Linked DNA regions of Mus musculus: region 2 is linked to region 1. Evidence: chromatin contacts called from public HiCAR-type data. All regions are on one chromosome and are shown on one strand. Each heading gives the region's core, a stretch centred on a gene start, on an enhancer-like site or on the middle of the called end of the contact. The rest is flanking DNA. Distances are from core to core; before and after follow the strand shown. Region 1 holds the start of Rpl13a (ribosomal protein L13A). Region 2 holds the start of Car11 (carbonic anhydrase 11).

Region 1 (6,813 bases), core at 2,481-4,980:
TCTTTTTAACCCCAGCACTCACGGAGGCATAAGGACTTGGCTTCCAGGTCAGCTAGCTGTAATAAAAACTCTAGTGGTGGTTAACATGGGAAGCATTTTTAAGATTATATGTAAGTACACTGTAGCTGTTCTCAGATACTCCAGAAGAGGGCATCAGATTTCATTATGGATAGTTGTTAGGCACCATTTGGTTGCTGGGATTTGAACTCGGATCCTTCGTAAGAGCAGTCTGTGCTCTTAACCACTGAGCCATCTCGCCAGCCCCCGGAAGGATTTGATGTTTAAAGAACCAGAAGACTCAGGCGTGGTAAATGCCTTTAGTCCCAGCCTTTGTGTCATGGCCTGACCTCCTACAGTCCAGGTACCAGCTCTTGTATCTTGGTGCTGACTTACAGTAACACCATCTAGGACAGGACCCAAGATGTATATCTGCAACTTTTGAGCAACAAAGCCTATCCCGTGAGCAAGGATTCACCCAAAGGGGCCCCCCATGCAGATGACCTGCTGGTGCCCTCTGCCCCTCTCTGCACAGCACACATCGTACACACTTAAGTCAAATAATTTATTAGCACATAAAATCCTCCAGAAAAATACTGCTTTGTGGTCTGCTGGGAAGGAGCAAGGCAGTGCTCCAAGTGTGCACTTGTGAACCCCAGCTCATGTGCAGATCTCATTTTCATAGCTGCAGAATAGGGTACTTGGTCAGGTGGGTGGGGCAGCCCTGCTACTCATTTTCAACACTGAAGCTCAACTGATTCATCCCATGGTTTGCACTTTAATAAAAACTCATGCAGGTGGTGCGCTGTCAGCTCTCTAATGTCCCCTCTACCCACAGGAGCAGTGCCTAAGGAACCTTTGGTCCCCACTTCCCTAGTTGGCGGCGGAGGAAGGGCAGGCCAGGCAGGCATGAGGCAAACAGTCTTTATTGGGTTCACACCAGGAGTCCGTTGGTCTTGAGGACCTCTGTGAACTTGCAGATTTTCTTCTCCACATTCTTTTCTGCCTGTTTCCGTAACCTCTGTGGTGTGAAAAGACACATGTCAGAGCGGTTGCTTCTCACCTGCGCCCCCCTAATCCTGGATCTCAGTGTCCGTCCTCACCAAGATCTGCTTCTTCTTCCGATAGTGCATCTTGGCCTTTTCCTTCCGTTTCTCCTCCAGAGTGGCTGTCACTGCCTGGTACTTCCACCCGACCTCATGCGCCAGACGCCCCAGGTAAGCAAACTGCAGAGGCACAAGGCTGTAAGGACATGGAATGTGCCCCAGCAGCACAAGGGTGAGCCGGAGGGCCTAGGGACCCTATTTCAAGGACTCATCCCCAGCACGGGAGCCCTCCTGGCATCAGCTTAGCCTTTGGCATTATCGGCACTGCCCTAACTGTGGCATCCGAAGACCATCGTGAGAATAAGAACATCATGTGCCAGTCTTGAGGCTCACAAGCCTAACCTGTAACCTAGAGCTTACCTTTCTGGTAGGCTTCAGCCGAACAACCTTGAGAGCAGCAGGGACCACCATCCGCTTTTTCTGTTGAGAGAAAGAGATGCTCAGAGACCTGTTGGGAACACCTAGCAAGAAGGCCAGCAGGGTAGGCGTCTCAGCCAGTGGGGTTTTCATGAGGCTCAAACAATGTAGGTAATAGCAGAACATCACAGACGCTGGACGCAGAGGCTGTAAGGCTAGGCTTGCAAGGCTCACCTTGTCATAGGGTGGAGGGATCCCATCCAACACCTTGAGGCGCTCCAGGGCAGCCTGGCCTCTCTTGGTCTTGTGGGGCAGCATGCCTGTGGGGGTAACAGCGGGCCTCATCAGAGGTGCTGAGAACCCCGTCTGACCCCAGGGCAAGGGCTAGAACAGCCTCAGATGGTAGTGCATGTAGAGTCATCTCATAGTCGAGCAACTCGAACATGAGTGGGAGATGTCTCATCACAAGCTGCCAGAGCCTACCCTGTCCTACATGTCACCACATCACCAACTCACCTCGCACAGTGCGCCAGAAAATGCGGCTGGGGGCTCGGAAGTGGTAGGGGCCTCGGGAGGGGTTGGTATTCATCCGCTTCCGGAGAAAGGCCAGATACTTTACTGTCAGGACAAAAGTATGTGAGGCACCCTTGGACCCAAGAGCAGAGCAGATAGCCTGCTTGTCCAGGAGCAAGGCAACAGCCCGCCTGAAGACCACTGCCCCAGCCCTAACTCACACTTGTTTCTGTAGAAGTTTCCAGAAATGTTGATGCCTTCACAGCGTACGACCACCACCTTCCGGCCTAGAGTTAACAGGGAGTTGGAGATTAGTCAGCAAAGCCTCTTGGAAGGCAGATCTCTTGCTCCAAAAGTATTTTTAGGCCAGGGGTCCCAAGAAAGCAGGGGCTGGCGAGTCTCAGAGCGGTGCATGGGTTGATCTCACAGTCGTGAGACTCAAACGAAAGATGGTGAGTGTTGCTCATCATGGACTCCCAGGCAAAGGTAAATGGTGAATGAAACTTACCCAGAAGTACCTGCTTGGCCACAATGGCCGCCAGGCGGCCAAGAAGATGGCCTCGGCCATCCAATACCAGAACCTGTGGAAACAAGAATGCTTAGGAAACAGTTTGGCTTCCCCTATTCCAGGTTAGCAACCCGTCAGGATGCCTACTACCCAGATGAAGCAAGTGTCCCAAAGGGCCACTATAGTACTAACAAAGCCTCAGCAGGCATAGGATTCCTATTGTGTATATAAGTTGATTTTTTAAAATGGAACTTCATTTAACCCTTCCAGGCCTCAAATCCCAGGATAGCTGGGATCCAGTGGCACACCGTTCACTCCAAAATTGACCAGACCTGCTTTCAGACTTTAGCCTGTTGTAACTTTTCATCGGATCCTCAGATGCTCAAGCAGAACCTTTCTTATATGCACTCAAAAGAACCCGATTTAGCTAAGCACACATCGTCCTGTGATTCTGAGCAGTGCAGACTGGATTACAAAGCTAAATCCCGTCTCAGGCATGGAGGCACATGTCTGCATCCCAACCCAAACTACAGAAGAAGCCCATTCCACAGCCACCCTGTTTATTGCTGTTACTGGAGGGTCTCCGGAACTTCCCAAGTTCTTTTTAAAGGGCAAAACTGTCCCAAACAGCACCATTTACTTCCTGAGCAGCAACCTGTCAAGGAATCTAAAGTCAGGAGGAAGGTACAGGCAATTCCTGACCAGCCTCAAAATGAAGAGGTTCCTGCTTCAGTCGGGTGAATAAGTAATATTTAAAGTCTGTCTTATCAATCTCCCCAATTCTGAAGAACACCGAAAACACCCTCAAAAGGCCTACAAGCCTTCAGATCAGATGTTACAGGAATCCGGTGCCCTAAAGTCATGCAAAGCAGGAGCCTGCGACAGTTTCTCCTTATCTTACATACATACACCAGGCATGAGAGATTGCAAGCTCCCCGCACCCCAACGCCTGAGATTACAACCTGTAAAAGTTGTTTCTGGTGTTGGAACCCCAGCCCCACTCCCGTCTTCCCCAGAAAACCCGCTGCATTTCCATCGCCCCATACCTAGGCAGCCGCGGCTTGTTACGCCCGTTACACAGTCCCCTCGCGTGAGACGTTTGCTAAGTCCCATCGCACAAGCGGCGGGGAGCAGTGGCCCCTCACTGCGCTCCCGCCTGGCACCCACCCGACCCCACACCGCCCGGCGCGCGCAGAGTCCGAACCTGCCCCTCCGCCATCTTCGGCAGCCGCCTGGGAAAGGAGGAGGTCTTGTCGCAGGGTTTCTTATCCCTTGCTGCAGGGGCGGAGGAAGTGACGCAGACGGCTCGAACCGAAGAGTTTCCGTCTTCTAATTGGTCGAAGCGGTGAGTGCGCGTCTATCGAGGCGGGCCATTTTTATTTTGTCCAATCAGAATGTCGCCTGAGTTGGCTCTTGGCGGCCATGACTGTGCGGGGCGGGATGTCACGTGGGTTTCGGAGCGGCTTCAGCCGTACAATGCCGGCCAAGCCGCAGCCGCCATATTTGAAGGGATCGCTCTTCTCCGTTCCGGTGTCTGCCATGTGCAGCGCCATTACTCCCATCAAGTGATGGCGGCTGCAGAACATGTGGTGTCCATGAGGGGGCGAGCATAGTCCCTGTCGGCCCTTCAGAGCTGCTCGTGCAGCGGTCCCTCCCCTCAACCCCACAGTGGGCTGACCATCGCTGGCTGTCCTGAACCTGGGAGTCTCGGGTGGAGGAAGCCTTCCAACGGGTGGAGGAAGCCTTCCTGGATGGAGGAGGATGGGGTGAATGAGGGGCTTTGAGGGTCCCGAGACGCAGACGCCCTCACTCGCTTCTATCCCCAAAGGCCTTTGTTTCCGTGACTGTTGTCCGCGCTGCCCTCCCGTCTGTGCGCCTCTAACCGCCCGCCTCCGAAGGGAAATAACTAACCAAAAGACTGTTGGCTATCAAAGACTCGTTTTGTCCTGAAAACCTCCCTAACCAGCCGAGCCTGAGTCGAGTCCTCCTGTAGGTGCCAGCACCGTTTGCTTGCTTGTTACACTTTGGGGCTATGGTTTTGGGGAATTGAGTTGCGTCTGCACATCAAATTCCCATGGGGCGTGCCCTGTGCTGACCCTGGGCTACTGGAGGCCTCGGAAAACAAATAGAATCTTTTGTCGTTGGTTTGGGTTTCTGACGTAAGATTTCTGCAATCCTGGCTGACCTTAAATTTAAGATCCTGCCTCAGCTTCTGGAAAGCCAACAAACCAAGATTTTGAAACCTAAAAGGTGCACCTATTCCCTGTCCTATCCACAGACAGACCCGGATGAGCTGGTTAAAAAAAAAAAAATTATATACAAGTACATGGGGGCAAGAATGGGGTGAGTGGGACTTTTGGTGAGTTGTGATGTCTCCATCCTCGGCAAAGAGCTGGCGGGGTCGGAGCAGTGAGGTCCAAAAGGGGGCTAGTCTCCACCCAAATGTCTGTGTGTCCAGGCTGTGTCTGTCGGGTGACTCCTGCTTCGCCTCAGTATCCTCTGTAAAAGGGGGTGATCAATGGTCCCTGAGGACTGGAGTTCTCACGTGACACTCTACCACTGATCTACGCCCCCAGCCCAGCCCCTCGCCGCTCCCCTCCCCCCCCTCTTAGGTTAGCTTCGGACTTCTATGTAACAGTAGATAACCCAGAATCCCTGATCTTTCTGCCTCTTCTCCAGAGTGCTAAGGAATACAGACAGATTTACACCGCAAACTTTGCTCCATGTCTTTTTTTTTGGAGGTTTTAGGGGCAGGCCTGGTGGCTCACCTGTCTCGGAGGAGGCAGAAGCAGGTCGATCTCTTGAGTTCCCAGCCAACCTGGTCTCCAGAGTCAGTTCCAGGTCAGATAGAGCTAAGTGAGACCCCGTTTTAAAAGAAACCAGATCTTGGCCTTCAAGCTGGGTTAATGGGTAAAGAAGGCCTCTGCTGCCAAGTTTGACCACTTGAGTTCCATCCCTGGGACCAACATGGTGAAAGGAGAGAACCAGCTACCCACAAGTTGTCCTCTGACTTATATACAGGTGCCATAATACACTTTGCCTGCTCCCCATGTGTAATTTTTTTCAATTTATTGGGGGGGGGGTCTGGTGTAATTTCTTTAAAAAGATGAATTACTTTCAGGTGTGGTAGAACACACCTGTGACCCCAGCACTCCAGAGGTAGAGACCGGAGGATTGCACCCACATTCCAGGCCATCGGAGCTACATAGACCCTATCTCAAAAACTAATAAATAGAGTTGGTTTTACAGACATGTATCACTATGGCTGTGTGTTTCAGAAACAAGCCCAGAAATGGGAAACCACAAAATTTAAAAACTTAAATTTAAAAAATGTAAACAATCTAATTGGTTTTTGTTGTTGTTCATTTGCTTTTTGTTTTTTCAAGACAGGGTTTCTCTGTGTAGCCCTGGCTGTCCTGGAACTCACTCTGTAGACCAGGCTGGCCTTGAACTCAGAAATCTGCCTGCCTCTGCCTCCCAAGTGCTGGGATTAAAGGCGTGCGCCACCACGCCCCGATTAGGAGCCATAGTCTTACATGTGCAGGGATCCTGCCACTAAGCTCCAGTTCCAGCATTTCTGCTTTTCATTGTTATTTTGACACACATTTCCTGAAGTTGCCCAGGCTGGCCTTGAAGTTTTGATCCCTCTGCCTCAGCCTCCTGAATACTGAGATTCCAGGCACGCAGCACCATACCCAGCAGTTGCTTTTATTTTAAGGGGTGGAGGTGACAAAAGCAACCACACAGGGCTACAACGCACCCCCCTTCTTCCTTTCTGTTTTTCTTAAAGTCAGTATCCTCCAGTTTCAGCATGTCCAATCCAGAAGCACTGGAATTACAGTGTCCATCGCCATACCCAGACAGTGTGTCCTCTGGGCTGGGGATGTAACTCAGCACAGCACTTGCCTAGCTTGTTCCTTGTTTTGGTTCCCAACTCTAGCACCAAGAAAGAAGAAAAGAAAGCCTTGTTGTATATAGCATGCCCGTAAGCCCAGCTGTTTGGAAGTTTGTGGGGCAGGAAGGTGCATCGAGGTTTTCAAAGTCAGTTTGGGCAACATATTGAGACCTCATCTGAAAAAAAAAATAAGTGTCACTTAACTGAGAGTTTTTGTTTGTTTATTTGAGACAGGAGACGAGTTGGCTGTGTATTTCACAATGGCCTTGAACTCACCTTGTAGTGGAGAGTGGCCAGACCATTCAGCAATCCTGCTCTGGGCTCCCAAGGGCTGAGATTACAGGTGTAACCTCCACACGAGAGGTATTACAAGTGTAAGACACATCATATTCTAAAATACGGGTGCTGGCAGGGCACCCGCCTTCTGCCCCCTTGCT
Region 2 (6,427 bases), core at 3,500-5,999, 570 kb after region 1:
GAGCTCCTCCCACCCAAGAGCCTGCGTGTAGAAGATGAAAGCCCAGAGCAGAGAGCCTTATGTGTTCCTTGTGACTCAAACTTTGTTTCTAGCAGCCGAAGCAAATTGGTGTGAAATCCACATCTGTACCACTTGCCGACCAGGCCCTTCCCTTCCCTCCCCTCCCCTCCTCACCCCTCCCCTCCCCTCCCCTCCCCTCCAGATGTCAGCCCTGCCTGTCCCTGCACAGTAATAGGGGTGGCACAGGTGGCCACCAGACCTCAAAGAAGACAAATTCTGTTCACCTCACCAGCTAGACAAATGACTTCATGGTGTGTGTGGGGGGGGGGGGCAGGGGGTGGGGGTGATCTCCTGAAGTCTTTATTTGTTCATGGTGTATGTGTGGGGGTGGGCGGAATCTCCTGAAGTCTGTATTTGTTCCAGTAGGAATTTGCCCACAAGGAAGGGGCAAGAAAGGCAACTCCAGATGAAGCGAAAGGTTTCTGGAAAGATCCAGAAACAGGCTGGGCTGGAGCTCAACTTGGTAGCGTTAGCGTGCATGTGGCTCTGGGTTTGGTCCCCCACAAGCCCACTGTAAACCAGGTATAGTGGTAAATGCCTATCAGCCCAGCATTGAAGAGCTACAAAGCAGGAGGACCAGAGGTTCATTTTTAGCTACATAATGAGTTAGATATAATAATGGGCTACCAGAGATCCTATCTCAAAAACAACAGCAAAAGTCCAGAGGCTAAAGGCCTAGTGTAGCAGAGAGATTCAAGCAAGGTCTGTTTTACTCCTGTAATCTCAGCACTTGGAAGGCTGGAGCAGAAAAGGCTGCAGTTGGAGCTGGAGGCTAGCCTGCACTATACAGGGAAACCTTGTCTCAAAACACTATTTTTCACTGTACTATATGGCTTAAGAAAACAAACACTTGGGCCACAGAGATGGTTCAGTGATTGACTGCTCTGACTGCTCTTCCAGAGGTCCTGAGTTCAAATCCCAGCAACCACATAATGTCTCACAATCATCTGTAATGGGATCCAATGCCCTCTTCAGGTGTGTCTGAAGACAGCTACGGTGTATTCATAGAAAACAAACAAATAAATCTTAAAAACAAAACAAAACAAAACAGAAGCCTGTGAAGACAGAGGCAGATACTGGAATTAGATGGCCACAAGTCAGGAGTCATGGGTATCCCCAAACTCTGGAAGAGGCAGGATGACTCTTACTAACACCACAGTGGGATCCTACCAACACCCTGATTTTCAATTTTAAATCCTAGAATGTCAAGTGGCCCACCCCTTTAATTTCAGTACCCCAGAGACAGAGGCAAGCAATCTCTGAGTTTTGGGTTTTGTTTTTGTTTTGTTTTGTTGGTTTGGTTTGGTTTGGTGGTTTGGTTTGGTTTTTGTTTTTTTTTTTTTTTTTTTCTTTCTTCCGAGACAGGGTTTCTCTGTTTAGCCCTGGCTGTCCCAGAACTCATTCTGTAGACCAGGCTGGCCTCGAACTCAGAGATTATGCTGGGCAGTGGTGGCGCATGCCTTTAATCCCAGCACTTGGGAGGCAGAGGCAGGCAAATTTCTGAGTTTGAGGCCAGCCTGGTCTACAGAGTGAGTTCCAGGACAGCCAGGGCTACACAGAGAAACCCTGTCTCGAAAAAAACAAAAAAAACAAAAACAAAAAACCAACAACCCAAAACTCAGAGATTGCTTGCCTCTGTCTCTGGGGTACTGAAATTAAAGGGGTGGGCCACTTCACATTCTAGAATTTAAAATTGAAAATTGCCGGGCGTGGTGGTGCACACCTTTGATCCCAGCACTCGGAAGGCAGAGGCAAGCAGATTTCTGAGTTCGAGGCCAGCCTGGTCTACAGAGTGAGTTCCAGGACAGCCAGGACAGAGAAACCCTGTCTCGAAAAAACAAAAGAACAAAACAAACAAACAAACAAACAAAAATTGAAAATCAGGGTGTTGGTAGGATCACACTATGGTGTTAATAAGAGTCATCCTGCCTCTTCCAGAATTTGGGGATACCCATGACTCCTGGCTTGTGGCTATCTAATTCCAGTATCTGCCTCTGTCTTCACAGGCTTCTGGGTTTTTTTTTTTGTTGTTGTTGTTGTTGTTTGTTTTGTTTGTTTGTTTAAGGTTTATTTGTTTGTTTCCTATGAATACACTGTAGCTGTCTTCAGACACCAGAAGAGGGCATCAGATTCCATTACAGATGGTTGTGAGCCACCATGTGGTTTCTGGGATTTGAACTCAGGACCTCTGGGAGAGCAGTCAGTGCTCTTACCCACTGAGCCATCTATCTCTCCCTCTCCCACCCTCCCACCCTCACCCCCACCCCTGGCTTCTGTCTTGAATCTTCCTGTCTTGGCTGTCAAGGGTAGTCATTCTTTGATGGAGGCCCATCCTAACAATGAAGAGTGACTTCATCTTAAATGATACCTCAGGGGCTGGTGAGATGGCTCAGTGGGTAAGAGCACCCGACTGCTCTTCCGAAGGTCCGGAATTCAAATCCCAGCAACCACATGGTGGCTCACAACCATCTGTAAGAAGATCTGACGCCCTCTTCTGGAGTGTCTGAAGACAGCTACAGTGTACTTACATATAATAAATAAATAAATCTTAAAAAAAAAATGATACCTCAGAACGGTGGCGCAGGATTGTCACCTCATCTACTCGGAACATAGAGGATAGAAACTTCAAGGCTTCCCTGAACTAGAATGAGATCAAGTTCTGTCTAACTTACACAGTGAGAATCTGCCAAAAGGAAAAGTTACAGGAGGTCTGGTGATGTACCTACTCTGTAGACTGCTAATCTAGAATTTCCTGGTCAGGCCCTGGGGATCTGGCTTGGCAGTGGAGCACATGCCTAGAATCCCCCAGTGAGGGGTGGGGGCGTGGCTCAGCTATAGATTGTTTGCCTGGCATATGTAAAGCCTTGGGTTCATCCTCAATGGTGGGGGAAACCAAACAACACCTTAACCACACAAGCTAAGCTGGGCGTGGTGGCGCACGCCTTTGATCCCAGCACTCGGGAGGCAGAGGCAGGCGGATTTCTGAGTTCGAGGCCAGCCTGGTCTACAAAGTGAGCTCCAGGACAGCCAGGGCTATACAGAGAAACCCTGTCTCGAAAAACCAAAAAAAAAAAAAAAAAAAACACACAAGCTAAGACCTCATCAAATAAAGCCCACTCCTGAGTTCCAGGGGATGTCTTGTTTTAGGAGCAGAGTGGACACTAGTCAGTCCCCTACAGAAGGTGCTGCTCCTTCTGACCCCTAACTCTACCTGTGGAACAGGACTGATGCTGACCCCACATGCTGAGCAGCTTCGGGGCTGAGAGAAGCCCACATAGCGGGATCTCTCTGTCAGTGCCCTGTGCTTCCTCCCTCTTCCCTGCTGCTCCCTGTACTCCTTTCTTGTGCTGCCTTGCTTTTGGAGACATGATGGTTTCCAACATGAGCTTCTCCAACTCACCACATCTGCCTGCCTGCCTCCCTCTGTCCTCGGTGCTCTCCTCAAGTCATTTGGTCTGTGACTAGGCCCTCTCCTCTGCCTGGGCTTCTGTCCTTCTGTCTTGCTCTGTGCATGAGCAACTCTGTATATGGGGCCCCTTCTGTGAGGCTCCAGGTCTCCTTCTCTGTTCTTTTATACTTGGTGTTTGTGTATCTTTGGGTCTCTGTCTGCCCTCCATTTCCTGCCTAAATGATCTTTCTCTCTCTATTCTGTGCCTTGGTATCTCCCGATGTGTCTCTGTATCTGCATTTATTCCACTCCGTCTTCATCCTTCTTGCTGGCCCACCTGGCTCCTCTAATCCCATGGGTGGGTCTCCTTGTGTCTATCTCTACTGTATTTCTTGGTGGTTGCCTCTCTCCACCTCTCTGTCCTTCTGTGACTTATTCATTCTTTTTTTTTTTTTTTTTCCTGTGAGCTGTTAGTTGTTTTGTTCAGACAAGGTCTTACTGTGTAGCACAGGATGGCTTCCAATCAGCCTCCTGCATGCAGGGATGGGAAGTGAGAACCACCATGCTCCCTCTATGTAGTTATGCCTTTGTCTCTTTTTCTATGACCCGACATCATGCTTTTTAGTCTCTATCTCTCTTTCCTTTCTGCATAGCATCTTGCTCGCTTGTCTCTAAGCACTCTCTCTGTGTCTCTGTGACTCTGTAATGTGTCTCTTTATTTGTCTCTCCTTCTTGCCCAGCCCTGACCATAAAGTCTCCCTGTGTCTATTTCTGTCTTTCCCTGCCACTTGACATCTTGCTCCCCCTGGTCCCCTTTCAGGGCACCTTGTCCCTCCTTCCCAGCATCAGCTCACCTCCAGCCTTCTCACCCTCCAGTCCCGCAAGCCTCTGCCTCCCCGTCCTGACCAGCTGGTTTTCTGCACGCCAGGCCCCTAGCGCCCGGTCCTTTCTAGCCTTGGCACCTGGAGCTGGGGGCCTCGGGCTCCGTCGGCTACACTGCACCTCCCTTTCCAGGGCTGGGCCCAGGGGTGCGGCCCTTTCTACTGCGGAGACCCCCCAACCAAACATCAAACCAGTGGGAGCAAGTGGGTGGGGAAGAGGGAAGCAGGACCAGAGGTGATGGAAGAGGGGGTGGGGAAGAAGACGAGAGGAGGTGGAGATGGAAAGAGGGAGAGGCAGCGCAGGGTGAGGGAGGAGGTGAGATAGAAGGAAGAAGGGAAGGCAGAGTCGAATAGGGAGGAGGAAGAGGACAGAGGGAAGAAGAGAAGGCAGGGTGAGGGAGGAGGCGGAGGGAGAGGAGCGCACGCGGCGAGTGCGCGGCCGGGTTCGCTGGTTGAGAGCGAAGAAGGGGTGTGCATTGGCACCGAGAGGGACCCGGGGCCGGCGAGGGCGATCGCAGCTTCGGGAGGTAGAGCGAGTGCAGGGAGCGGGCCCAGGCGGGCGGAGGAGTGAGCGTCAAACGGGCTCTGGGGTACACGGTCCCAGCCCCTGTATCCCGGGAGCTGGGGCTCCCGTTCTGGTGACAGCCAGGCTGGAAGTCCCAAGAGGAGGGGAGGGAAGAGCTAGGGGGTCGGGCGCTGGGAAAGGGTCGCTCCGAGGCCTCTTGGATGGGGGGTGCCGCTCGCCTGAGCGCCCCTCAAGCGCTGGTACTCTGGGCCGCACTGGGAGCGGCAGGTAAGACCTGGGGGTCCTGGCAGCATCCTCTGAGGGAGGGACAGGGTGGGGTGCCTAGGAGAGGGATGCAGCTGCTCTCTTCCCAGCTCACATCGGACCTGCACCTGATCCCGAGGACTGGTGGAGCTACAAGGAGAATCTCCAGGGAAACTTCGTGCCAGGTGCAAACAGGGTGGAGACCCAGAGCCCGACCCCATATCCCTAGGCGCCGTTTTTCCTAGGCTCAGGAGTCTGGGTCCTCGATCTTCTCATCTTCCATAGGACCAAAGCTCCCAGCCCCTGCCTTCTTCCCTCAGGAGTGGGGCCCAGCCTCTGAACCTCAGCGGCTCACCATGGGACATTATACATGCGCATTTCAAGTAGTGAGTGGGAGTGAGTGCAAGGAAAGTGTGGGGGTGGAGAAATGTGTGTGTTTGCAGCCATAGACAGGTCCTATTCCTGCTGGAAGGCACACACTCGGTAGCTCGGGTCCCTGTCCCGCCCCCTCGCCCGGGGCTTCGAAGTCCTCTTTTATAACTCTTCTCCCCTAATATTCTTATCCAGCTGTGGGACCTGGGAGACTAAAAGAACTACAACTCCCATGGGGCTACGGGGCAGGCCGGAGATTGATGAGTTGTTTTCACCCCTGAGGCTTACTGGGAGTTGTAGTTCTGTTTTCACATAGCCCTTTTAAAGATGGGAACAAGGCTTGGAGCAGTTATGAGCTCCTAGGAAGGGATTCCAAAATTCTTCGAGGAATCAGGATTCTGGCTCTCATGTTCTTTCTCTCTTAGACCCAAAGCTCCTGATTTCCTCCCTCGTTTTCTTCCTTCAGCTGGGGTTATCCCTGCCCCAATCCACACAGCAGGTCCTGCCTGGAATCCAGCCTATTTCTGTTCCCATAGGGCCTCCCTTCTGGGGCCTGGTGAACGCTGCCTGGAGCCTGTGCGCTGTGGGGAAGCGGCAGAGCCCCGTGGATGTGGAGCTGAAGCGGGTTCTTTATGACCCTTTTCTGCCCCCGCTCAGACTCAGCACCGGGGGAGAGAAGGTAAGCTTTGCAGTGGGGCGGGTCTAAGCAGAGGGGACCTGGGCTGAGGTGGATGGCGAACCATGGGGAATAAATAGTTACTCTCTGAAGATCACCCGGCCTGCCCTTTCCCACTGCTTTCCTCAGCTTCCCAATGTCTACCCAAGCAGTGAAAACAGAAGACAACTCATGCCAAGCATTGAAAAGACTAAACAAACCCACTCATCTTCACAATAACCTACTATCTTTTTAGCTTTCTTTTATGGACCAGAGAGTTTATGTTACTTGCCTGGGGTCAC

Evidence for each region. HiCAR-type assays count read pairs that join an accessible place to other places.
Region 2: a contact with region 1 is called in a HiCAR-type map of astrocytes, with 2.8 times the contacts expected there. The contact joins the promoter of Car11 here to the promoter of Rpl13a in region 1. A contact is called at or near these places in 12 of 39 promoter capture datasets (the 3T3-L1 cell line, the C10 cell line, HPC-7-derived erythroid cells and 6 more), 6 of 484 Hi-C or Micro-C datasets (CD4 T cells, the G1E-ER4 cell line, the HL-1 cell line and 3 more), 8 of 115 datasets of contacts at active chromatin or transcription factors (Th17 cells, astrocytes, embryonic stem cells and 3 more) and 3 of 9 other capture datasets (adipose tissue, liver and macrophages).

Annotation. Positions count from the first base shown.
Region 1 is chr7:45,125,015-45,131,827 of GRCm38.p6, forward strand. Rpl13a (ribosomal protein L13A) reads right to left here and starts at 3,731. Exons shown (of 8, transcript NM_009438.5): 1 at 3,686-3,731; 2 at 2,482-2,554; 3 at 2,195-2,260; 4 at 1,977-2,078; 5 at 1,695-1,780; 6 at 1,464-1,523; 7 at 1,101-1,223; 8 at 549-1,018. The coding sequence starts at 3,700. The coding sequence ends at 932. Flt3l (FMS-like tyrosine kinase 3 ligand) reads right to left here. Exons shown (of 9, transcript NM_013520.3): 9 at 6,175-6,417. Snord35a (small nucleolar RNA, C/D box 35A) reads right to left here and starts at 1,421; the gene lies at 1,333-1,421. Snord34 (small nucleolar RNA, C/D box 34) reads right to left here and starts at 1,654; the gene lies at 1,589-1,654. It also overlaps Snord33, Mir5121 and Snord32a.
Region 2 is chr7:45,695,218-45,701,644 of GRCm38.p6, forward strand. It overlaps Car11 (carbonic anhydrase 11), which reads left to right and starts at 4,750. Exons shown (of 9, transcript NM_009800.4): 1 at 4,750-5,122; 2 at 5,209-5,283; 3 at 6,007-6,149. The coding sequence starts at 5,056.